Regions from separate parts of the Triticum aestivum genome. Here region 1 is linked to region 2. A link is a contact called in public Hi-C data. All regions are on one chromosome and are shown on one strand. Each heading gives the region's core, a stretch centred on a gene start, on an enhancer-like site or on the middle of the called end of the contact. The rest is flanking DNA. Distances are from core to core; before and after follow the strand shown. Region 1 overlaps LOC123087173 (F-box protein At1g55000). Region 2 holds the start of LOC123082387 (pre-mRNA-splicing factor 18-like).

Region 1 (6,715 bases), core at 2,577-5,076, 140 kb after region 2:
CCCACATCCCGCTTATCCCGCCCGTGATCTCCACCTCCCACTTATCCCGTTTCTGGTGGATGCTGGTTTCGATGGAAAAATGAAAAATAAATAATTTGCGAGTACTAGGACTCGAGCCCACAACCCCTTGAAAGTTTCAGCACGCACAGACCAACCCGCTAACTAATGTTGTTTGTCTTGGTTTTACATGTTTCTAGTTGAGTTAACTAGTTCGACAAAATGAAATCGTAATTTGCTGGGTTGGGCGAGATTTGCTCCAAATTTAGTGGTTCTTGCCATCTATCCCGAGCATGGTAATATACACAGCGCTTAGCTGGTAACTTAATTAGCTGAAACATGGTAACTTTTTGAGCCTGCTATTTTTTTGTTGGAAAACACCTTCGGTAACTCATGTGTAAATAACTTGGTATATACATATAGCAGACCTGATAAGTTACCGAGCCTAGACACGATAACTTTCTTGACCCGGGAAAAAAAGTTGTTGAAAAGCATACATCCGGTAATTTATTGAACAACGTGGTAATTGTGACCCTAGATTTTTTTTTTGCTCTAAACATACTCTCGATAACTCATGTACATACGAACGCCATGTTAACTTTGGAAAGAATGGAGAAAGAGTTGATGAAATATAACCCCCCCCCCCCGGGTGTGTTTTCTGTGAATAGCGGTAACTCACACATCACAGACTTGCTAACTTATGTACCCGGTTCCTGCTAACTTTACCGACCCCCCCCCCCCCCCCCCCCGGGGGGGGGTGATGAAATATCCTCCGGTAACTTTCGTGTGAACAACATGGTAAGTCACATTTCATAGACCCGATAACTTATGTGCCCCGGTCCTAGAAACTTTGTCGATAACTTCGGCGAGGGTGGGGGTGGGGGGAGTCGTTGGAACATACCACGGTAACTTCTGTGCAAATAACATGATATCTCAAACATGGCAGACCAAATAACTTATGTACCCCGGTCCTGATAACTTGATCAGCGAGGGTGGGGGTGGGGCAAGTCGCTGAAACATGCCACGATAACTTCTGTGCAAAAAACATGATAACTCATACATGGTAGACCTAATAACTTATGTACCCGATCCTGGTAAATGTGGCGACTGTGGCGAGGGAGGGGGGGGCAACCCCGGTAATTTCTATGTAAATAGCATGGTAACAGACACATACAAAGTTGATAACTCCCATAGAAACGCCACTGTAATTTTTGACCAGATTTATTTGTTGAAAAACATACACCCGGGAATTTCTGTGTAAAAAGCATGATATCACAGACTTGATAACTAATATCTTACGTTTTAAACACCATGTTATCTTTCATCCAAGGGGGAACAGTTTTTGAAACATTTTCACCAGTAATTCCCGTGTTAAATTGCCATACTTCCCCATGCCTTAACCTTCTCGTACTGTAGTTACCAGCCTTATCATGTTGCTCATACCATAGTAATCACGCTGGTCATGCCAAAGTTACCAAGCCAAACTTTATTTTTTCTGATATGGCAGAAATAAGAAAGGTTCAGATAACATTGTTTGTCTACAATAGACAACAACAAATGTTGGTTTAGTTGGTCATTAGGCTCAACCACTATTGCATAGACCTGGGTTCAAATCCTATTTCAAGCACTTCCATTTTCTTCTCATATTACGCGTAGGAACTAGTCGTGCGGACTGGTCGTTAGCACAGTCCTAATCTGAAACATTGACCACACACATGTTCAGACTTTTTGGACTACTGTTATTGACAAAGCTGTCTATGCAACTTAAATTTGAAAACAATTGGTATGCTCAGCTACTCCATTTGTCAGTGGCTGAATGCCGGTAATTTGTACCATTCCAGGCAAATATTTCCACTGTTTCAGAAAGATATGCAGCTGTACTGTGCTTGTGTGAGCAAACCTTCTCTGTTCTTCGTCAAACCGTATCTGATATCATGTGAACTTCAAGCAGGTGACCGATATCAAACGGTTCAACAACATGATGAGTGACCACGGTATCTACTCGAGGGAGAGGCTTCTGATACCAATCAGTGATCCAGAAATCCTTCTGGGGAGCACATGCTACATTGAGATGGATCACAACTCAAAGAGAGAGGTCGCCGTCTTTTATCCCGAGGGCCACCCGAATAGAAACGCAGAATCCGTGGCAAACGCTGCAGCTGCAAAAAGGCAAAGCAAACGGATTCTCGAGTCGGTGAGGCGAAGCTTGCATGTGGATGACGGAACTGCCGAGTACTACCTGTCCGTCACAGGTGGCGATCCGAGAGCTGCTATGATGGAGTTCTCGGAGGACCTTAGGTGGGAGCAGCGACAAGCGGGCCATTAGATGCAGGCCAGTGGGAAGTATATACAAGGGTATTGGTGTATAGGTGAGTATACATATCATTTGATGATCTCTACGTACTTGTCTGCTTGAACCATTACTGGGTTGCCCCTCTCCCATGTGTAATATAGTAATGTGGAACTGTGGACCTGTGTAAGGTAAACTTGAAAGGGGATAATTGTAGCAACTACTGTATAGCATTTGCACTTGAAAAGGAACATTCATCAGCTCGAATCGTTCTTGTCCTCACTCATTCTGTGACCAAAGTTTTACTTAACTCAAAACTGTATCTTCCACCTACAATTTCCAACTTTTTAAATCGGGGAAGCAGTGAAGGACAACTTGTCGTATCCCAGTAAAATTGGAAGAAGGAAAACTCAATGTAGTTGCCAGAGCTAATATCTTAGAGCATCTCCAACAGCCGCCCAAAAAACGGGTTTACAACGCGTAAGTAGTTCTTTTTAAAGCGCTAGAAGACGTTTGCTCCAACAAGCGATGCAAAATATGCTGCGCGCGCGAGTCCAGCGGTCCCAATCAAGCGGTCCCATCTACAGCAGCCCAGAGTTTGCAGCGCGCGCTACTGGATGCACTAAATATGCTGCGCGCGATGCCTTTTTAATGCGCGCGCTGCATTAGTTATAGCTTACGCGTGTTTTTTGTGCGGCTGCTAGAGACTCCAAATCGGGTCCGTGCGCGCTAAAAGCAGTTTTTATACCCCGCGTCGCTTATATAGCGCTTCTGTTGGAGATGCTCTTAACAAGGGTGCAGCCGAGAACCATGTAATTGACAACATGTTTCAGTATTATTTTCACTAAACTAGCAAGATGCCCGTGCGTTGCACGGAACATCAAGATGCATTTTATATGATAAGTTTGTCTTGTGGGAGATAAGGATAAGCGAGGGAAGGCCTTATATGCAAATGTGAAGAGGAGTGCGGATATCTTTTTATAAAATTGTCATGGTTTCCTTCCTATCCGTCAGATATAAATCGAACGGCCTATATTGCAGGATGGCATGCACGCCATCATCATCAACTCTATTTTTTATAAGAGTAGAGATGTGTTTACTCTTTATCAGTCACACCCAATACTAATTCAATATTTGCTTCACTGTCACACAATAATTTTCGGCTACACTAGTTCAATATTTGGTTCACTATCACACTATGATTTTGCACACCTTTTAGCCTCTTGCTCGTTTGTCTTGATTTTCACTAATCACTAAAACTACCACTGTACCACACATGCTGTTCTATAATTCCTGGTCACACGAGTTAGGGGAAACTTCACCAAAAAAAAACAAGTCAGGGAAAAATTGTTCGACGGGTTTACATTTTTCTAGACAATCGACGGGTTTACATAATGCGACATGCATGCGCATTGTACGTATTCATCGACTAGGTTCTTTCACATTTATTGGGCCGCGAGGTTACAAGCGAAACCAGCTACCCACCACAGTGTAAGTAAGGCAGGCCCACGCATGCGGGCAGAACATACCGTGACGGCCCACGGCGGTGTTTCGATCGACGACGTAGATGCGTGCACTGTATGCTCGCTGCTTATTGCACTTTAATTTTTTTTTTTGCAGGGAAAATTTCCAATCTATTCATCTTCAATCATGGTAGTACAATTAATACTAGAAATAATAAAAATTACGTTCAGGTCTGTAGACCACCTAGCGACGACTACAAACACTGAAGCGAGCCGAAGGCGCGCCGCTGCCATCGCCCCTCCCTCATCGGAGCCGGGCAAACCTTGTTGTAGTAGACAGTCGGGAAGTCGTCGTGCTAAGGCTTCATAGAACCAACGCACCAGAACAGCAACCGCCGCAGATGAAGAGTGTAGATTAAAAGGATCCAGCCTGAAGACATACGAACGAAGACGAACGACAAACAGATCCAAGCAAATCCACCAAGCACATATCAGTCGGAGACACAACTCCACACGCCCACCGATGATGCTGAACACATCACCGGAACGGGGGCTAGGCGGGGAGACCTTTATTCCATCTTCAGGGAGCCGCCGCCGTCTCGCCTTCCTGAGTAGGACGCAAATCCTAACAAAGATCGAAAAAAGATCTAAAAACAAAGCCCTCCCACCGGCAAGGGGCGAGATCACTCCGCCTTCATGGTCCTAAGGCCACCGAAGACGGGACGGACCGGTGCCGGCGCCGGCGGGAGGCAGAGTACCCTAGCTTTTTGGAGGGGCGGTTGGCTAGGTCAAAGGAGCGCTTATTGCACTTTAATTAGCGTCTACTAGATGGTGAATAGGAGATCTTTTTGGCGATTTATGAAAGGGACCATTCAATCATTCACACACCTTCGTACCGAGAGACCACGATTGATTAGTACAGTACCACATACCGTGACTGATTTGAACTCGGTTTAAAATACATTACCTATTAGATTTCGTTAGTACAAGCATATACTATAACTACAAAAATAATTAACGATGTTTTCCACAATAAATTATGTTTACTTTTAACTTACATGAATGTACTATGTTTTGCTATGTACTCCCTCCATTTCAAAATTTTTGTCTTAGATTTGTCTAGATAGAGATGTATCTAATACTAAAATGTGACTTGATATAACCGTATCTAAATAAATTTAAGACAAGAATTTTGAGACGAAGGGAGTAGGTAACAATATATTCACCACCTCGCGTTACCTCGACAAACGGCACAAAGGGCTCCACCACCCACGCTCTCGGCTACCTCGACAAACGGCACAAAGGGCTATCGCCTTGCTTGAGCAACCTCGTCGGTTGCCACTCCAGCCACGACTCCGCGATGCGTCGACTGTTACGACTGTGAGGGGGCGTCCGTCGGCTTGCCTTCGGATTCTTCTCCAGTCTCACCGTCTGCGTCGCTACCGTTGTGACTGCGGGGGGATGTTGAGTAACGTGATTGTATTAGGAAACATAGGTTAGACTAGGAAATATTTCGGCTTGCCTTGTACTCCAAGTAGATCATGTACTCCTATATATATGCCCACGAGACTCAAGCAATACAAAAAACTATTCCACCAATCCTCCTCTCTCCCTTCCAACAAATAGTACTCCCTCCGTAAACTAATATAAGAGCGTTTAGATTACTAAAGTAGTGTTCTAAACGCTCTTATATTAATTTACAGAGGGAGTAGCGTTGAACGGAGAAGTAGGAGTAAACTAATATCTCTCTCAATAATCAAAGTAAAGTAAGATCAGTAGTAATAGCCGGGCGGCAGAGTGATGAACTAAGCATGTGAGAATCTGATAATGATAATACGTGCGTGCAGACAACGGCGGGCGCGGAGGCGGAGCTGGAGCAGTGGGTGACGAGCCTGCCGTCGCTGACGACGGGGGAGTCCAAGTTTGGCCTCACCTTCGACTGGGAGGTGGAGAAGCTCGGGGTGCCGGGCGCCATCATCGTCAACAACTACCACAGCTCCGAGTTCCTGCTCAAGACCGTCACCCTCCACGACGTCCCCGGCCGCGGCAGCCTCTCCTTCGTCGCCAACTCCTGGGTCTACCCCGCCGCCAGCTACACCTACAGCCGCGTCTTCTTCGCCAACGACGTGAGTGATCCTTTTGCCTCTCCTCTCCTTTCCTTTTCACCGGCCGGCTTCGTCATTCATGGTCATTAAGTCTTCTTTGAGATAAAATATATTTAGTGGGTGCAGAATTTATTCCGTGTTGGTAGAAAAGATAGTATGGCTAGGTGCAGCACAAGATTGAATGAAACTGGCACCGTGGCACGCTGGTAGGTGAGGAAAACTGTTGCACCATATTATCTGTCGTTGATTTAGTACAAAGTCTCATTAAATCAGTGACGAGTACTCCCTCCATTCGGAATTACTTGTCGCGGAAATATACGTATCAAGACATATTTTAGTTCTAGATACATCCATATCCAAGACACCTGATGTAATACGATTGGAACGTGCATGCAGGCTGAACACTCACGCGGTGATGGAGCCGTTCGTGATCTCGACGAACCGGCACCTCAGCGTGACGCACCCGGTGCACAAGCTGCTGAGCCCGCACTACCGCGACACCATGACCATGCAGACGCTCATCAACGCCGGCGGCATCTTCGAGATGACGGTTCGCGCTGGGGATGTCGTCGGTGGTGTACAAGGACTGGAAGTTCACCGAGCAGGGCCTGCCCGACGATCTCATCAAGAGGGGCATGGCGGTGGAGGACCCGTCGAGCCCGTACAAGGTGCGGCTGCTGGTGTCGGATTACCCGTACGCGGCGGACGGGCTGGCGATCTGGCACGCCATCGAGGAGTACGTGAGCGAGTACCTGGCCATCTACTACCCCAACGACGGCGTGCTCCAGGGCGACGTGGAGCTGCAGGCGTGGTGGAAGGAGGCGCGGGAGGTCGGGCACGGCGACCTCAAGGACGCGCCA
Region 2 (6,872 bases), core at 136-2,635:
ATGCTTAGGGCATCTCGAACACGGACCCTCAAATCGTCCGCAGCCGTCCAATCCGTGCAGTCCGAATGTGTTTTCAAATCCATTGCAGTCCTGTATTTGTCCACTAGCCAGTCCAGACGTTCTTTCTCCCGCAAACCGGAAGCAAACTGGGGGAGGGGGCTTTGCATGAACCCTCTCCCTTGCGCATGCCCTTTCACGCCCGATGCGGTTGCCCCGCATTCATGCCGCTCTAGTGCGGTCGCTCCGCATTAACGCTGGCCATTTTTCTTTCTTCATCCCATCCAAGCACTATTCGAGTTGTCTGCTCGAACTTATGGAGCGAGATAGGGGCAATGGGGCTCATAGTGAATTTTAAGGAATCAATTGATGTTATTCGAGGGATTAGCACATAGGGGTAGAAAGCTTAGTGAGGGAGAGAGGAGAAGGAAGAAGAGGAAGCCCATGTGTCTATAGGGCATTTTTGTGTGCAATCAACTACGAGAGGGCATTTGCTTGAAAAAATTAAAAACTACGAGGAGGCATGCAACTTCCATATCAACTAAGTTGAAATGGGAAATTTTGATGAGTTGTATCTAGAGGGAATATTGTGAGACAGAGCCCCTAGCCATGAGAGAGACATTAGCAACGTTTTTTCGTTTGTGTTCCCGCCGGTTTCTCGTCTATCTGATGGCCACTTTGGCACGGGAAGAGGGAAACCATGTATTAATGTTGGATGGTATCCTAAACTTTTTCTTGATAATAGTTTTTTGCGTTCATGGTGGCATTGTCTCGACGATGGAGGCGATATCATACGCAATAAAGCTCACACGTCTCATATGGTGTGAGGTTAGTTAAGTTTGTACAAGCTTAGTTTGTCGTGGCCTTTTCCTTTGAGCCTTGTTGAAAAGTACAAAATGTAAAACATGTAGCTACTGTCAACGAGTTCAAATAGATCTGATGCATTATTTTGTTGTATTAGACATGTCTTTTATCCGTGTATGGTTCAATTTTTCGGACCTAATGTAGTTTATTTTTATTTAATGATTAAAATCGGCCTAAATAATACTGTGTGCGTCATTCTTTCACGAAACTTCACATATGAGTAGAACGATCGACCAGATTTAATACCCAAAATTTAAGTCTTCTTTTTTGATCTTGCTATTCATCCACATTGGCGCCAATGGAACTTTTTCAACCATGTTATGTATTTTCGCTATAGCACTTCTGTCGCTAGCCCCCTGGGCTTCGCGTCGCCTCGCCGGGCTGCTGCTAGCTGGGCCTCGCGCCTTGTGCTGTCTGGGCTTGTTGTAGCGGGCCGAGAGTTGCGTCGGCCTTCCGCGTCGTAGGTTCAAAGGCTCGAGAAGGTTCGCGCCGGTTCGCTCGCTCCTCCGATTCCTTCTCCGGCACCACCACCGATCCAGAGCGCGAGATCACGAACCTTCCAGGCCCCGCTCCCGGAAATCTCAAAAGCCGACGGCGCCACGCTCCGATCCATCGCAGCCGCAGCCTCCGGGAGAACCATCCAGATCGATCGAGCCATTGCCATGGACGTCCTGAAGCGCGAGCTGCAGCTCAAGCGCCGGCAGCTGGACGCCGACTTCGGCGGCCGCAAGGTGCTCCGCCGCGCCGAGATCGAGGCGCTCGAGATCCAGCGCCTCCGCGTCGCCGAGCGGGAGCGCCTCATCCAGAAGAAGAAGGAGGAGGAGGAGCTCCGGTCCCGCCCCGCCCCCGCGTCGTCTTCCTCCTCCTCGATGCCCGCGTTGCCTCCAGCCGCCGTCGCCAACGTGGCGAAGGCGTGCAACGACCGCGCGGAAGGTTCGCGGGAGTCGTCGTCGCTCCCGAGGGAGGAGGTGATCCGGCGCCTGCGCCTGCTGCGCCAGCCGGCCACGCTCTTCGGCGAGGACGACGCCGCGCGCCTCCGCCGCCTCCACGACGCGCTCGAGGACCCCGCCGCGGTCGCGGGCGTGGACGCCGCGGAGATCGGGGAGGGCCAGACCAACGACTTCCTCCGCGACTTCCAGGCCCCGCGCGCCAGGGCCGCGGCCGTGGCGTCCAAGCCCAAGGCCGGCGCGGCCGACAGGAGCGACGGCGACGGCGAGAAAGAGAAGGAGGAGGCGCCGTTCGACGAGCTCTGCGACGAGGACAAGATCGTGGCCTTCTTCAAGCGGCTGCTGAGCGAGTGGGGCCAGGAGCTGGACGAGACGCCGGACGCGGAGCGGCGCACGGCCAGGGGCAAGGCGGCGGTGGCCACCTGCAAGCAGTGCGCGCGCTACCTGGAGCCGCTCTTCAGGCTGTGCAGGAAGAAGGCCCTCCCCGGCGACGTCCGGCGCGCGCTGCTGGACGTGGTGCGGTGCTGCGCGCGGCGGGACTACCTGGCGGCGACGGACAGCTACATCAGGCTGGCGATCGGCAACTCGCCGTGGCCGATCGGGGTGACCATGGTGGGCATCCACGAGCGGTCGGCCCGGGAGAAGATCCACGCCAACGGCGTCGCCCACGTGATGAACGACGAGACGACGCGGAAGTACCTGCAGTCGGTGAAGCGGCTCATGACCTTCTGCCAGCGGAGGTACCCCACGGACCCCTCCAGGTCGGTCGAGTTCAACAGCCTCGCCAACGGCAGCGACCTGCACTCCCTCCTCCTCGCCGAGAAGAGCGCCGAGAACCAACCGGAGGAGACGCTCCGGCTGGTGGCTGCCTCCTGACGACGAATCACCATCGCCAATCTCTGCATTTTAGAAGCTCAAAACTTTACTGCCATTTGACGAAAATTGTTCTCTGGCTTTCTTGTTGGCTGATAAAGATCTGGCTGTGATGATCAAGGCCTAAAGCCATCCTGATGACCGTATGTATGTTCATTATTTTGTTCTAGACGTGATAAAAAAGTTGGGAGTGTGATGATGATTGCTAGTGTGTTGAACGTAGCAGCACTCTGTTCCTTCTTGGACTGTTCCTCGAAGAAACAAAATCACAGGTACTGTGAAACTGTAAATTCGTTTTAAGTTCGTCCGAGAATTCATTTTAAGATGTGAAATTGAATAAATTTGAGCAAGTTCTGACTGCATGTAAATTTTCGTCGAGAATAGTCATGTGGCAATCTGTGCAAAGAAAGGTAAAAACGTGTGCTCTTAAATGGCTTTTTTAGCACCATTTTTTTTTCTTTTTTGTCCGTACCATCACACATCTTTTCTTCGCTAAAATTTAAAACAAATATGCTAATTGTAAAAAAGAAGTTATTTTTCTTCCGTACCTACTTTTTCTGATTTACAATTCATAGGGGGCTCGTACTTGAATTTCAGCATCTCGGTGAGCTGCTTTTGAAAAACACGGGGAAAATGCGTGCATGAAGGATGAGCTTTGGGTCACTATATTCACGAATGCTTCCAAGCTTCCACTTTTTTTAACACAAGGAAGGTGTCATTGAGCACCAAATTTTCATTCACCTCAAAAGCAAAGTACAACGTGTATTACAAATCCTCCACTTCAAAGTTATGAAGACAAAACATTAGAAGGGCAGGAAGAATTGCCTTGAGAAAAATGGGTGAAGAGAGGTTCTATCCTTGAATTGAGAACCTGACGAGCACAATTGTGAGCTATGCCATTGATGTTCTTGTGAATGTGATAAACAACATTCATACGAGGGAGGTGTCGTGTAAGAAATTGCTGTCTGGAGGGCGACATCTCCAAGTGATACTTCCGTTTGTTGATGTTTCCTAACGCAACCATCTTCGCAAGAGATATATTAACTGTGAAGAAAGTAAGCTGCAAGAGAGATCTCCATGCACATGCTTTGTACAATACGTGACGATGGGCCCCATTATCATTAACTCTATAGTGATATTAGATGCATTGCTTGTCTTCATTACTTGATTCTCATGTGGTTCTCAACATAGTGCACAACACATCTATTTATACATCAAAGTTGTAACACTTCGTCCAACAATTCAAGCTTGTTGTCTGATACTTTTTTTCTTTAGATTTTGTAGGCTCCGAGAGTAAGTGGGGAAGAGGAAGAAAGAGCACAAGAGCACTAGGAATGGAAACATGGAGGAAAGCTAAACCTTTTTGTTTTCACTTCTCATGTTGGAGGTGCAAATATTTAGTTTTGTGCTTTCCTGATGTCTTCCATTTCTATGGTTCTTGAGCACTCCTTCCTCTCCTCTTTCGCTTGAGCAAAAAATTAATGTATAACCCATAAATATGTGTGCACATACTTAGACAATCTGAGATCTTGAAGGCTAGTCAAGAAGAGGAAGAAAAGAGAGCTTGAGAGCAGTGGGATTGGGAACATGGAGAAAAGTCTAAATGCTTTGTTTTCACCTCTAGTGTTGGAGGTGAGAATTCTATTTGGTATTTCCTGATGCCTCCTATTCCTATTGTTCTCAAGAACTCCTTCCTTTTCTTTTTGGCTTGCTTGGTTGCTTTAGCGTAAAAACAAAATATAGGTGCACAAATTCGATGTGATATCCCAAAAGCAAGCTAGGAAGAGGAAGAAGAGAGGGCATAAGAGCAATGGGTATAAGAACATAAAGGGTCAATTGGTAATTGACGCACAAGACATGTAACAATTTGTGCATTGCTTATTATTTCCATCACCAATTCCCAAAGAGTTCACACAGGATAGCAAACTAATGGATGGATACATAGGCTAGCAAGAAACAACCATGACTGAAGCAAGATATATCTGCAGCTTCAAAAACTGTAAACTCTAATGGATTTTGTGCACTTGATCATAAAATGGTGTTGTTTTATGTATCTATATAGTTTTAGACGTGCAGGATCAGGCTTATTTTCCCACTCTTTAACCATGTCGGTTGTTTGCATCTTAACCTGGGTGATTTAATCATTGGCGGGATGGTTGCCGAGCTACAAGATTGAACGGCGAAGTACTTCGATGCGTGGAATAAATACCCATGGTCTCTTTGGGATCTTGTTCTTCCTTCGTGTCCGAACTTTGTGATGAGTTTAGACTGAATATATAATGATTGTACATTCATGTATTTTTCTCATACGTGTGGTGGCTAATGGTTTCCTTGGAGATATGTTTTCGTATATTTCTTTTCTTTCATGTACATAGTTGTATACAACCTTCATAATTTAGATACTAAATTACTTACAGAACAATACGACTATACATATTTTTCTTGATAAAATGGCCTATGGACATTTTGGTTTTCGTGATGTGAGATCTCTCTAATCATGGTTTAATCATGTTATGTCATCTATATAATAATACAACTTATGTCTGAAGTACCTTATGTTCAAAAAAATTGTCACCACAATGGTTCTTTGCCCACCGTTTTGCAATTTTTCCAAGTTCACTTAGAGGGTTTAATTTGTTCAATTTCATATTAATTTTAGATCATAACTTCTTATTGCTATATATTTTGACACTATAAATTCTCTACAGATATTGTTCTGAAGAAAGGTCGATACGCATATTATGTGCCAGTTTCGGATATGAGTAATAAAGGTAAGAAAAGGAGATCTTTTTCTATCTTTAGGCATGTGCCCTTAATTCGAGGACAATATGATAGGGCATGTGATAATGTGGCCACATTATCATTGATTGTCTTGCATGTTGACTGTAGAATGTTTCCCACATGCACCGTGTGTCTTCATTGCGTACACCTCAAAGGTTTTGTATATGGTGCACTACCCATTATTTATACCTCAAAGTTGAAACACTTTGTCCAATAATTCAAGCTTGTTCTTCAAGAGTTTTCTGTCATTAGATTTGTAGGCACTAAGAGTAAGCCAGGAAGAGGAAGAAAGAGAGAACTCAAAAGCGATAGGAATGGGGACATGGAGGAAAGCCTCCATGTTTGTTTGCACCTCTAGTGTTGAAGGTGCAAATATTTGGCATGAATCCTTTCTTGATGCCTCCCATTCCTATCGTTCTTGTGCACTCCTTCCTCTTCCTTTTGGCTTACGCAATAGCTCTGATGAAGAAACCATGGACATGTGTCCACATATTTAGATAAAATGAGACCTTGGAGGCGAGCCTGGAAGAGGAAGAATAGAGGGTCTTAGAGTAGTGGGAATAGGAACACGGAGGAAAGCCTAACTTGCTCGGTTTTCACGTCTAGTGTTGGATGTGATAATTTAGTTTGGCATTTCCCGATGCCTCCCATTCCTATTGTTCTAAAGCACTCGTTCCTCTTCATTTTTGGCTTGCTTAGTTGCTTTAGCTTAGGAACCAAATTTATGTGTGCACATATTCGATGTGAAATCTCAAAAGTGATCTAGGAAGAGGAAGAAAGAGAGGGCCTAGGAGCAATGGGAATGAGAACATCGAGAAAAATTGAACTTATCGGTTCTTCACCTCTTGTGTTGAGGTGGAAATTCCGTTTGGTATTTCCCACCGCCTCACATTCATGTCGTTCTTAAACGCTCCTTCCCCTCCCTTTTTGTTTACTAAAACATTTAGCAGGATATATGTGGACATATTTAGATGATATGAGATGTCATTATGAGACTGGAAGAGGGAGTAAAGAGGGTCTAAGAGCAGTGTGCATGGGAACATGATGGAAGGCTAAAGCCTCCGTTCCTTGTATAACACTAGAGGATGCTTTAGTTTGGGTGTTCCTTGTCTAACACTAGAGGATGCTTTGGTTTGAGTTTTCTCATGCCTCACATAACATAAAAAGGATTCAGAGTATAACATAATTTGGTTCGAGTTCACATACTCTGCATAGTAGGGTTATTTTCTGTGGGGTTTTTTTTGGCATGCCCTGATCTATGGTAAGATAAGATGGCGGATTGCTAACTGGTCTATACTTGACAATATAGTATTGTAATTTATGGTCTATAGTTGACAATATAGTATTGTAATTTATGGTCTATACTTGACAATATAGTATTGTAATTTATGTTTCAGATTCTACAAGCAG

Evidence for each region. Hi-C and Micro-C count contacts between places; a contact is called where the count stands out from the background.
Region 1: a contact with region 2 is called in a Hi-C map of leaf, with 4 times the contacts expected there. The contact joins the enhancer-like site here to the promoter of LOC123082387 in region 2. A contact is called at or near these places in 3 of 5 Hi-C or Micro-C datasets (all in leaf).

Annotation. Positions count from the first base shown.
Region 1 is chr4A:583,561,150-583,567,864 of IWGSC CS RefSeq v2.1, forward strand. It overlaps LOC123087173 (F-box protein At1g55000), which reads left to right. Exons shown (of 2, transcript XM_044509098.1): 2 at 1,949-2,554. The coding sequence ends at 2,323. It also overlaps the pseudogene LOC123087172. Among protein-coding and RNA genes, the nearest start is that of LOC123087173, 4.7 kb to the left of the region's middle. Within about 2 kb of position 3,827, at least 6 of the 8 cell types and tissues checked have an H3K27ac peak or open chromatin away from gene starts, as enhancers often do. A contact at or near this core is called in leaf, where this site is marked.
Region 2 is chr4A:583,424,499-583,431,370 of IWGSC CS RefSeq v2.1, forward strand. LOC123082387 (pre-mRNA-splicing factor 18-like) reads left to right here and starts at 1,386. Exons shown (of 1, transcript XM_044504728.1): 1 at 1,386-3,039. The coding sequence starts at 1,524. The coding sequence ends at 2,684.